2 separate regions of the Rattus norvegicus genome follow, and region 1 is linked to region 2. A link is a contact called in public Hi-C data. All regions are on one chromosome and are shown on one strand. The core of a region is the stretch at or near the end of the contact, and the rest is flanking DNA. Distances in the headings are between cores, read along the strand shown. Region 1 has its middle 9.8 kb from the start of Mrpl33. Region 2 has its middle 48 kb from the start of Plb1.

What was found. A called contact is a pair of places that touch in the nucleus more often than the background predicts.
Region 1: a contact with region 2 is called in a Hi-C map of Schwann cells, with 4 times the contacts expected there. The contact joins two enhancer-like sites. A contact is called at or near these places in 11 of 12 Hi-C or Micro-C datasets (the A7r5 cell line, the Rat2 cell line, Schwann cells and 7 more).

What each region holds. Positions count from the first base shown.
Region 1 is chr6:30,560,623-30,567,047 of GRCr8, reverse strand. No RefSeq gene overlaps it. Among named protein-coding and RNA genes, the nearest start is that of Mrpl33, 9.8 kb to the right of the region's middle. Within about 2 kb of position 1,642, at least 24 of the 93 cell types and tissues checked have an H3K27ac peak or open chromatin away from gene starts, as enhancers often do. A contact at or near this core is called in the A7r5 cell line and Schwann cells, where this site is marked.
Region 2 is chr6:29,975,207-29,981,285 of GRCr8, reverse strand. It overlaps the pseudogene Pym1-ps2. Among named protein-coding and RNA genes, the nearest start is that of Plb1, 48 kb to the right of the region's middle. Within about 2 kb of position 2,030, at least 8 of the 93 cell types and tissues checked have an H3K27ac peak or open chromatin away from gene starts, as enhancers often do. A contact at or near this core is called in the A7r5 cell line and Schwann cells, where this site is marked.

The DNA of each region.
Region 1 (6,425 bases), core at 393-2,892, 590 kb before region 2:
TCTAACTAGATAGTAATCCTATGATCTCGTGGACAGTTTCAGAATGTCATGGCTCCACCCAGGCCTGTTCTAACCTGTAATCAAAGTTCTGCAGTGTGGGTTCCTGACTCTACAAGATGCTGATTATGAGGGAGGGGGTCCATCCTCGACTTTCAAGCCTGCTAGAATCTAACAGCAACATCTATTAGTAAAAGACATGATCTGGTTATGGTAGGGAAAACCCGTAACCCCTGCACTTAATAGGCCGAGGCAGGAGGATCACCGCGTGATCAGGGCTGGTCCTGTTTACAGAGTGAGGCCCTATGTCAGCAAGCATCTTCGTGGTAACAACAGCAACAATAGTAATTTAAAAATAGAGAATTTGCACGTAATGATAGCTAATATAGCCTTTGAGGCAAGTATATTGTCCTAGGTCCTTTTTCTTTTAATTAAGAAAAAGTCGGGGCTGGGGATTTAGCTCAGTGGTAGAGCGCTTACCTAGGAAGCGCAAGGCCCTGGGTTCGGTCCCCAGCTCTGAAAAAAAAGAACCAAAAAAAAAAAAAAAAAAGAAAAGAAAAAAAAAGAAAAAGTCGTGGGGAAGAGGTGGCACACACCTTTAGTCCCAGCACTGGGGAGGCAGAGACGGGGCTCTCTGAGATCCAGGGCAGCCAGGGTTACATGGGGCTGGGGTGATGGCTCAGCGGTTAAGTGCACTCACTGACTGCTGTTCTAGAGGACCTGTGTTCAATTCTGAGCGCCCACAGGGCAGCTAACAACTGTCTGTAACGCTAGCTCTAGGAGAGCTGATGCCCCCTTCCGGCCTCTTCCAGAACTGGAGTTGTGAGCTACGTGATGTGGGTGTTGGAAACCAAACCTGGGTCTTGCAAGAGCAGTAGGTACTGTTAACTACTGAGCCATCTCTTTAGTCCAAAAAAAGTCTTTTAAAATACTTTTTAACATTTATTTGTTTATTTAGCACACATGCACGCGCGTGCACGTGCACATCACCCCTAAAAACCATAGGCCTACATGTGGAGGCTAGAGGACAACTTGCAGGGGCCTATTTCTCCTTTTACGTTGTGGGTACTGGGGATAAAGCAGTGTCGGGAGAGTGGGGAGGACTCTGGCAGTTGAGCACTTTTTTCCCCCATGGATTTGAATTTAAGGAGAGACTGTTGGGTGGAGCCTGGCTGGAAGGAGAGAGACAGCCTCCCCCAGATTTCCAGCTGCCCTGAGTGGTTGCCTCACAGGCTGTTACTTAACTCTCCTTACCACTTCCTGGGGTGGGGAAGGGAAGGGCAGAGTGTAGCAGCTGATGCAACAGGCCAAGCAAAGCTGGTGTTATTCTTTGAGGACAGAGGCAGGGCCAGCAGGGTTGGGCTGCTCTGGGCTGCAGCTGTAAGACTCTGCTCTCTGAAAGGTTTCAGCTTCTGCTCCTCTCCATCTTTATTACTGAAATGGGGCTCACCCTCTGATCCTCCAAAATTTTAGATGACACTTCGTCAGGATTCACCTACGTTCATTCACTGACTTCATCAACTTGGAGCCACGTCTGCTGGGAACACACACAGTGGGGCCTTCAGAAGGGGACAGTCTGATTGGAGGGCTTCCTCCCACTAGACCATGTTTCCCATGAGTTCTTCCAGGAGGAAATGGACCCAGCCAGAGGTTTCAGAATGTGTCAGATCCAAACTTTTCTTCTGTAGTGCCAAAGGCCTCAAAACACACCCTGGGGAATGCACTTTCTATTTAAGGCCACATCTAGCCATTAGAAACGAGCTATGAGGCATTTTCCTTTCTCCAAAGAACCTAGATAGCTTGAGCGCAGTAACTCAATCTCACACACACACACACACACACACACACACACACACACACACACACACACACAGAGAGAGAGATGGGGTGATGCCTCAGCCCTGTGTGTCTCAGGTGTGTGTGTGTGTGTGTGTGTGTGTGTGTGTGTGTACATACATATATACATATATGCCTGACAAGTGGGTAAAGGGCACTTGTCACAAGAGTCTAGCAACTTAAGTTCAATCCCTGGGGCCCAGTTAAAGGCAGAAGGAGAGAATTAATTTCATAATGCTCTTCTGACTTCCACTGATAAGAAAATAAATTACAAAACCAGCTGTGGTGGTACACAGAATTTGGCTGACCAGTAAGTTTCCAGGGTCTAAATGTATCTTCCCATGCCCAGTGCTAGGAATCCAGATGTGTGCCACCATGCCTAGAATTACTATTACTATTGTTGTTGTTGTAATTAATGGACATTCAGACACAGCTCCTTGAGCGAGAGCAGTAAGCGCCTTACCCCCTGAGCCATCTCACCAGCACGTGGGACATATATGTTGAATACAACATATAGAATTCTGTTCTGTGTGGGAAAATTCATTTCTAAATCTTTCCCCAGATCAGCTCATTTGGAGATGATTAATTTGGTTGATAATTGATTGGCTCGTTTTTCTCCGTGGCATCGAATACCTAAATTTAGAAAGAAGCCTTGAGCAAGGTAGCTTGTAATTTAGGTGCACATTTTATGATTATACATTTGTTCATATACAGTAGCATGCAATCAAATGTAATCATCTGGACAGCCCGAAATAGCGCAATTACGGTGTTAGTGCAGTGGAGCAGGTTGGGGGCCTTTTTGCATTAGCCATCAACCGACTTAAAGATGTTTTCTCTCGTTAACCTTTAAGTCTGGAGCTAATGAGTGACTCTGGGGACTGCAGACTACACTGAGGTGACCATGTAGTTCACCAAACACCAGATAAACTGGCGCATTTGTCGAGTTTGTCGCAAGTCACAGAAGGCATCTCCGGAAAGGCTTTGTCTCCGGCTGGAGAAGGAGCTCACTTCTCTTACCAAAGGCTGTGCCTCCTTTTGTTTCAGATCCCTAGTTGAAGGAGGACCCGGTTTCCCCTTCTAACTGTATACCAGATTACAGTTAAGCCATCTTTCAAAGCTGCTTCCTCCAAAAAGATGGTGTCTTAGTTAAGGTTACCACTGCTGGGATGAAACACCAAGACCAAAACAGCTCGGGGAGGAGAGGGCTTATTCGGCTTCTGCTCCTATATCACAGCTCATCGTCAGAGGAAGTCAGGACGGGAACTTGAAGAGGGCAGGAGCTGATGCAGGGGCCATGGAGGAGTGCTGCTTCCTGGCTTACTCACTTATGACTTGCTCAGCCTGCTTTCCTATAAAACCCAGGGATAGCACCACCCACTAAGGGCTCGGCTCTCCTCCGTCAATCAATTAAGAAAAAGGCCCTACAGCCGGATCTCACGTGGGCCTTTTCTCAGTTGAGGTTCCCTCCTTTCAGATGACTCTAGCTTGTGTCAGGTTGTCATAAAACTAGCCAGGGCAGATGGAAATAGACAACACTTGCATGAGATGTTGCAGGGTCCTTCGGAGGGTATCAGTCTAGAAGAGCACTACTTCCTACCTGCAGCTGGGAATTAGGGCTGTTGTGAAGGGCGCCTGCTTGCACTGTGGAGATGAGATGGGTGGGGACGTCCTTTTGCATAGGTGAAGCCTGAGGCAGACTGGCTTCCTTTGCCCTGTTCTTGCTTCTGAGATTCAGCACTTAAAGAACTGACACAGGGACCAAAGCCCCAAGGCAGAAGCAGTTACAGCTTTTCTTCCCCATGCAGCCCCTCCCCAGCTCCAAGTGAGTGAGCTTGTCATTTTCTGTGACTGGGTTGAGGTGATGATCGGGGTGGAACGAGGAAAGAAATCTAACCAGAAAATTTAATTTACGCAAGAGGCAGGAAGCTCTTGTCTGCACTGAGGTGGGCTGGTGTAGTGGCTAGAGGAGACTTCTGTCAGAAAAATGGCTACCTCTACAGAATGCTTTGTTGCTTTTAAGGCATTGAGAGTTAACATTTATTACTTCTGAATAATGTGTGTGCATGATATATGTGTGTGAGCATGTGTGTCTGTGTGTGACTGTGTGCGTGTGGAGGGGGACGGCTCATGTGCCACAGTGCATGTGTTGAGGTCACAGGACAATACTGTCATGTCATTCTTCTCCCACCTTTAGCCGAGTTCCAGGGATTAAACTGAGATCCCCATGATTGAGTGGCAAGTGCTTTACCATTGAGCCGTCTTCCCACCCTTGTTTGTTATTGTTATTGTTGTTATTGTTAGAGACAGGGTCTCAGGTAGCCCAGGCTGGTCTTGAACGTGTTAATTAGCCAAGGATTCTCTAGAGCTCCTAGTCTTCTGGCCTCTACTTCCCAAATCCTAGGATTATAGGCTAATGCCACCATGGCTGGCTAGCTTATTTCTGGACTTGTTACATGAAGGTAACCTTCATATAGGAAGAAAAGAAGATTCATTCACGTTACATTCCGAATAATTTTCCAAGACAGGAAAGTACTTTGGATAGAAAACCTTAAGCCACTGAATGGCCTCCAGTGTGGTTTTCTGAACTTTCACCATCTTGTGCACGGCAGAACATAGATGTAGTATTCTCAGGTGCCGGCCTTCATCTCCCTGGTTGTTAGGGTCAGAGCCTGGGCCCTGGCAGCCATTAGGGAGCTAGGCTCATCTACTTGTCCCCAGTGGAGACTTAGACAAGTTTCAGTGAAAAGGAAAACAAAAAGATTATTTAACGGTGGCCACACTGGGAAGAATAACAGAAGAGTAACGGAGGCCCCGTGCAGTGTCCACAGCTGTCTTAGGCCCTGACCTGAGGTTTAGGTTTAAATGCTCCATTGAAGAGGCTCTCGGGCTGAACCGCCTCCTTGTCTGCGCATGCTCCCTCTCACCATCATTTTCGAAGCTCCATTTTATCCTGCAAGGTGGCTGACAAGTTGGGAGAACTCCGTGAGACCTCTTTCCTGGAGATAAGTCCCCTTTGGCTGGCACGAAGCTTCAGCTCTTTCCTTCTTTCAGATTGAGATTCCTGGGGAAATTCTAACTTGGGGGGGTCCATTGTTTCAATAGTTTCGTGGGCACCGGGAGGGGCGCGCATGTTTCTTTAGGGTATCTCCACCGCCATCAGGATGGTTGTTAAGGTTCCTTTTGTGTTAATTCCACACGAAGAACAAACTCCAGGGCTGGAGAGTGGAGACATCAAATTGTAATCCCTTTTCCCTGGTTTAGTTTGAAGATAGGCTGGCTTGTCACATGCAAGAGGATTTTTGTGTGGGTTCTCAAAGTGCCAAAGTGCTGTTCTAATGTCTTTTGACTCACATCCAGCCGAGTGACTCAGTTCTGGCCTCATAGACCCTCCACAGGCTCCCTCTCCCTCCCTCAGGGGTGCAGGTGTGTCCCCATGTGGGGCGGAGGCCAGGAAACTAACCACAATCTCCTGGCTAGGAGAACATGCTCTTGCCTTGCAGGCAAAACAGGGCAAAAAAGCAGGCAGGCAGAATCTCAAACCACAGAAGCTCCACTTAGGTCATTCTTGTGAACATGACAACTGCTTGTCTCTCTAAGTCAACAAAAAGAAACATAGACACACTTGAAAGTGGCTTTAAAAGACTCAAGAGTTAGCAGGAGTGTGTCAGCCTGCCCCTGTTCTTCCAAAGCAAGAAGTTAATTAGCCCTCTTTCTCAACACCGCACCCCCAACTCCCAAGGCTGATCATAAGGGGTCTGTAGTAGAGAAGTTGAATACCAGGCAATTAAGTCACTTTTTCAGCGTGGGATTCACTCCCTATTCCTATGGGCTGCATACCAGGCAGGAACTATCTTCAAATTCCGTGGAGAAGCTACAGAGACAGGGTCGGGATTGTTTCTCTGCTTTCCAGGCCACTTTAAAATAAGGTCGGTAAAAAGAAACGTCTCCCTCCATTTCAGCTAGGCAATCTGCGTGTGCGACAGGGCGTTGTGTGAATGTGTGCGAATGCACACAAGGGTAGAGGTAGGTGTCGTGAGTCCCCTTTAGTTGCTCTCTTATTACATTCTTTATGGATTTATTGTGTGCCTATGAGAGATTATACGTGTGGGTGCATCGTGCTGCACTGCCTGTGTGGAGCTCACAGGACAATCTGTGGGAGCCAGTTCCTTCAACCAGTGGGGTACTGGGGTTGGAACTCAGGTGGCCAGGTTTAAAGGCCACCACTTTTACCTGATGAACCAACTTGCTAGTCCCTGAACATTTGATCTTAAACATGGAATTCAGCTCAGCGGGGATGTAGACCAGTCCTTGGGGATGTACAGTTGTGTCACCTCTGTTCACTGTGGAAATGCAGAAAAGTAGACAACCTTAAAAAGCATCCTCTTGGGGTTGGGGATTTAGCTCAGTGGTAGAGCGCTTGCCTAGCAAGCGCAAGGCCCTGGGTTCGGTCCCCAGCTCCGGGGAAAAAAAAACCCAAAACAACAACAACAACAACAACAACAACAACAAAAAATGTCCTCTCACCAGACGTGGTAGCACACAGCTTTAATCCCAACACTGGAAGGCAGAGATGGGGGGAAGGGAATCTCTGT
Region 2 (6,079 bases), core at 781-3,280:
AGCCCAGGCTAGACTCAAGCTCAATGTATAACTGAAGAAGGCCCTAAACATCTATCAACCTGAGTGCTGGGATCACAGGCCTGTGCCTAGCTGAGAAAAGACCTTCAAAGAGATAATTACCATGAGGTCATAAGCCCTACTCCAATGTGACCAATACGCTTTTATTGTATTGTTGGTTTTTTTTTTGAAATGAACTCTCACTGTGTAACCCAGACTAACCTGGAGCTTGCTATATGTAGCCCAGGCTGGCTCAGACGTTCGGTGTTTGACTTTTGCCTCCCCAGTGCTGTGATTACAGGAGTGAGCTATCGCATATAGCTTGTGGTTTAGACACAGGGGAACAACCAGGGGAAGACAAAGGGAAAGTCAGCCAGCCTCCAGAATTTCAATAAAGTAAATTTCTGTTGTGTGAATTTGCAACCAGTTTCCCAGGTCCCCAGTCCCCAGCCCCCAGTCCCCAACCCCCCAACCCCCAGCCCCTCCCCTCTGCACTCAGGATGGCATTCTGGGAAATACTGCAACTCTCCCCAAACAGAAGCTCTTCTTTTAAAATCCCCTTGCTCCCAGTCCCTACACACATAGGTGTGGATTGTCTGCCGGCTAGCAGATTGGAACACTGAACACGCCTCTCCAACAGGCAGAGACAATTCAAATGTTGATTTTTGCAACTGTCCTTCCTTCTGTTGAAACTTCCTGTTTCCGAGGAACAGAGATTTTTTTTTTCTTCACAGATCCCAGAGGGCGTCCAGTAAACCCAACAGCTATTACCAAATTGTTCTGGTTTTGATGAGCTCAATGGGCATGAATCAGAAGCAGGCAGACTACCTCGTTTCCCTTGAAATAGACTCGAATTAATGACAGCAGGGAAAGCACAAATATGTTTGGGACTTCAGTGACTGGAAGAAATGGGCAGTGATGGTGACCCAGGCCAGGTGGGGGGTGGCTTCGTGCTTCTGGAGGAACAGGGTCTGGGGAAGCCCCTGCAGAAGCCACCATAACACCCAGGGCCTGTGGGAAGGTTCACGCCTGGTCTCCTGTTCGAAGAAAAGAATCTCAAGGCTGAAAGTCCCTCCTGGAGTCTATGGCCTCCTGTGGTCTGACTGTTAGAAGGGAAGCCCAGTGATCTCCCCAGATATGTGGAAGACTGACAAAGATGGCAGGCTCTACACAGAAGCAGGCAGGCTTCCATTTGGGAGCCAGGAGCCCTGGAGTCAGATGACTCTCTTGAGAACTGACGCTGGCCAGGAATGAGTGACTTGGACTTGCCTGCTATTAAGGACCATGGTACTAGCAATGACAGCTCAGGAGCTGGGTGCAGACATCAAGCAGGGGATCCTCAGGTGTGGCAGGAGGGGGTTTCCAGGTGGCCACAAGCTACAGTCGCTCTGACTCCACTGCTGTTGACTGTGGGGTCTGGCAAACTCTGCCCTCCATTAAGGCTTACCCTTTCCACTTATCGGGGTGGACTCTCTTTCCTAGGGATCAAACTCAGGCCAGCAGCTTGGCAGCAGGAGCCCCTGTCACATTGTCACCATGTCTCAGGTGCCTGTCAGTTCCCTACGCCTCCTGAGCCCTCCTTCCAGCCTTCCAGTATGTACTCTTCCTCTTCCTCCTCCTGCTCACCTCTCCTTCCGTCCTCCTCCCTCTCCCCCTCCACCTATATTTATACCCTAGGCCTCCCCCGTTCCCTACCTTCCCTCCCGCTGGAGTCTTTCTTGGCCACTACCTCCTGTTGCCTCTGTCTGCCACACACTAGAATGCCTGTCTCAGGTCCTTCCGAATCCTGTACACACCCACACATAGCAGTGGCCTCATCTTTCCCCTTTGGGCCGTGAGCTTCCTCCTGGCCCTGGCAGTGATCTGTCTTCTGAAGCCTGGTCCTGGGCCTGAAGCATAATAACAACTCAATAAACGAGTGTTGAAACAATTAATGGCTTACTAAATAAATGACTGCTGCAGACACAAAGCCCATTCCTATAAATGAGTCACCACGGGCCCCAGCCACTGGACCCCGCCCCCACCCACTGACCCCAGCAAAACCCTCCTGTGATGATGTCATCATGACCCTTGGTTCCCAGAATCCTCCAGCCTCCTTCCTTCTCCGTCGTGCCTATCTACTTGTCATCCCCTCCCCCTCCTTCCCTTTCTCCTTCCTCCAGGGCACCATGTCTAAATAAGGCAAACCTCCTCCAGTGCTGGGGAGCTCTGGGGTTTTCATGCAGTCACCCAGGATATTGTGGGATGGGGTCAGGACATGCTCTGCTGAGAAGCAGGACAAAGTTCCCCAGTGACATTGGTGGATGGACAAGGAGACTTTGCTGCCCAGCAGTGGGTGCCCTCAAGTTAGCTGAGCAGGACTCAGAGAGGACCTAGCTCAGAAGGACCAAGGAAGCGTCCAGACAAGGCAGGGGCTTGGGAGAGTCCACTGTGGGATGCTGGTAAGGGATTTGGCCCTGAGATGCCTGCACCTCGCAAGCATCCCTGGTTCTAGGATCGGCATGTGACTGTCTCTAGACCTTGGATCAGGGCACTGTCCTCCTGTAAAACAATTCAGATGCCCAGGAGGATCCTGGCTAGTTCAGAGCACACTATAACCTCGTCCATCATTTTCTCCCTTCCCCCATTCTTCCCCCTCAATGTCATGAGGTGTTTCTGGCCTTAGTGTGGAGCAAAGAGGTAGCTCCTCTCAGAGTGTGGCCCTGGACCACAACCATGTTCCTGCACTTTCCAAGAGGACAGAAACCATGACCAAAGGGGGAAAAAGATGTCTATAAGAAAGTAATTCTTTTAACGTGTGTGTGTGTGTGTGTGTGTGTGTGTGTGTGTGTATGTGTGTGTTGCAGAAAATGGATTAGCACCACTTCTAGTTGGACATGGCCCATGCCTGTAATAATCCCAGTGCTGGTTGACCAGATGGCTCAGCCTAAAATGGCAGTTACCATGAAGCTTGACCACCTGAATCTGACCAAGAGACCCACAGGGTAGGAGGAGAGAACCAGCTCCTACAAGTTGTCCCCTTCTGACCTGCACCCGTAGCTGCACCCCTATAACAAAGTAGAGAACGCACGCCTGTTTGTCCAGCATACACAGAGACAAATAAATACATGTAATTAAAAAAAAATCCCCAGTGCTTGGGAACCCAAGGCAGGAGGATTGCCATGAGCTACATAGTGATTCTTTTTATGTAGCTTCTACAGCTGGAAAAATACTAAAATACTACGATTCTGAATAAACCAAGACAGGTCCATCTATCCTAAGATGTCTCTTGGCAGGTTCTTGTGGGGACTTCCAGCAGTATGGCCAACCCCACCTTCCCGATTCATTTCCTGGTCTGTGTCCTCGAGGAGCAGTGAGATCTGGCAGTTGGGACACCATCTCCCTCCTCATCCCCCATGCCTGTCACCAACCCTGGCACATAGTTGATGCCTTGTAGGTAGCACTATGGAGTTGATCCTCAAACTGGGACACCACAAGAGGGAAGAGGGTGTTATTAATAGTTGTGCCATCTGGAACCATATTGGACAAACAGGTGTCTGTCTGTTCTCTACCTTATGCATAGGTGTCTGTCCATCTGAACGAGGCTCTGTCTGACACTGAGGTGACTTCTGTCATACAGCTGCCTGCTTCTTTGCCAAAAATATTCATCTCGGTGCCAGGAACGGAGCCACAGGCTTCTTGTTCTTTAGAGCACGAGCTCACGCCAGCCTAAGGAAGGAGACACTCTTGTTAAGAGAGTCAACTGCGCTTAGAGGGGTTAATAATGCGCCTGAGGTCACACAGAAATAACAGAAATACAGCTGCATCCAATTCCATCTAAGTCAGAGTGTTCTAAGCCTACTGTGGAGCCCAAGGTGGGTCTGACAGGAGGCTGGCCAGGCTGGATGGACTGGGACTAGTGTCTCCCTTCCCTCCTGGACTCTCATGCCTAGTTGGGTTCTCTCTTCAGGGCAGATGGAAGAGGTGGACCCAGTTGGGTTGCAGCAGGCCTGAACTGGAGCTCTGTCAGGAAGCTGGCTGGGCACTTCCTCAGCTGGTCTCCACCTACCCTCCCGCAGGACCTGGGCCCTGCCAGAGACAAGCCAGACAAACACAGCTCACTGGTGCCCTCTGGTGTCTGACTCTTTTGGCCCCGTTGCTCCTCTAGGGAACATCACACTGTGTTCTCTCTGAGCAGGGCCCATGAGAGGGTCACCCAATGTAGAATCAGATTAGGACACCGAGCATGTCAGTAATGACTCTGGGATGGCAGACACAAGATGGGACTATTCCAGGCTGGGTAAGTCATGTGGTCATTCTATCTAAGCTTAGAACCATCTCGCTGTAACCTCCAGAACCCTCTCAGGAAACAGCCTGGTGAAGACACCAAGATAACATGTAAGTGCTTAGCAGGAAAGAGTAAGGAGTCATTGGCTAATGTGGTCAATGATTGACTATTAGTCTCTCTTAGGAGCAGTCGGCAATCTGGTGTTGCTCTGGGAGCCCATTTCCAGGGGTTCAGACAGGATAAGGTGCACCCAGAGCTGTCAATGAAGCAGGAACGAGGGGTCTGGTCTTTACATGGGCTGGGAGGGTGCTTCTGGGGCTCAGTCATGTGGCGTGAACAGCAAACTCAGCATTCTGGCCTGTGAATGGTCCAGATATCCCTCCTCTGGCAATTTAGGACCTTGCCAGGGCAGGGAGTAGACAAGGGAAAGCTCACTGTCGCTGAGACAAGACCATTTTGGTGTCAGCCTTTGAAGTGGTCCTCCTGTCCACTAGCCGTGTCCTGATGCTAACTGAGGTGACCTTTTCCCTGCTGAGTGTCCAGCAGGTGTGGGCGAGCATCCTTCCATGCCTCTGTTGCACACTCCGCCCTCCATTTCCTCCTCGAAGCCTCCATCCCCATCAACCTCTGGCTTCTGGCAGGATCAGGGATCTCTGATGGGAATTGGTCCAGGATGACCAGCAGCTGTGATACCCCTAAAACCAAGTGAGGTCTGGTACAGGTACAGGGCCTTGAGGTCCACCCTGTGAAGCTGCCAATCACAGGGAAGGTGCTAGTGACCAGAGCCAGGGTAGAGGGACCACCTCAGACAGTGAGCAGAGTATGAAGGTGCCTCAGGAAGAGGAAACAGGAAATGGCAGGACAGAACTCAGAAGGCCCCCATATGGATCTCAGAAGGCAGAGGTGGGAGTTGGGGAATGATAGAAATAGATTACCATGGGCTTCCAGGGGTAGGGGAGGGCAGAGTCTGTGTGGCTTGAACATTGTGTGTATGTAGGTTTGATCCAGAGGCTTGTAAGTGACTTTAGCAAAGACAAGAGGGGGACAGACACCATTTAGAAAGAATTCTTGCAGCCTAGGGGAGATGGCTCAAGCCTGGTGCCTTGTCCAAGAGAGAGGAGAAAGCTTCGGGTTGGTTTTGTGTTCCTCAAACCTGTTTGCCCACGTCTTTGGCATCTGTGCCCCGTGAGGAACCTGCAAGGAGCTAGGCATGTCTGGGCCTGAGAGTGGCAGTCATATATGAGGCCATGCACTTCCTGCAGATGCTCCCCTGCTGGGGTCACCAGGGGCCCCTTTCGAGGACCTTCTTCCTGGTCTTTGCTCACCAGAGCAGCCCAGAACCTCACACCATAGCAGGTGGCTCTGTTTTCTTCCTGCCCACCTGCCCCTTCCTCAGTGCCTTGGCTCGACACGAGTCTTCCTGCCCACACTCACTCTCACACTCATCCTTGAGCTTTGCATAGCCAGCCTCACACAAGTGCCTGTAAGCATTGAGTCTGGAGAGAGAGCTTGGGGTTGAGCTCGGCCTCTGCCATTCACCTGCAATGTGGCCCTGGGCAGTTCGAACCCTTTGTGCCTCAGTTATCTCATCTGTGAATTGGGGATAATGGGACCTAATGACGCTTATCTCATGGACTTGTCATGAGGATCGAAGGAGCTGAGGCAAGTACAAACAGCTCACAGAGGGCTCTGCCAGTGGGAGGGGATCTACTAGTGCAGTTTGCATACATACCACAGGGCACTTAGCCAGGAATGGAAACACGCACGGCTGGCATGTGTTGTTCCTTACTCATTCCAGAACCATCTGCTGGGTGC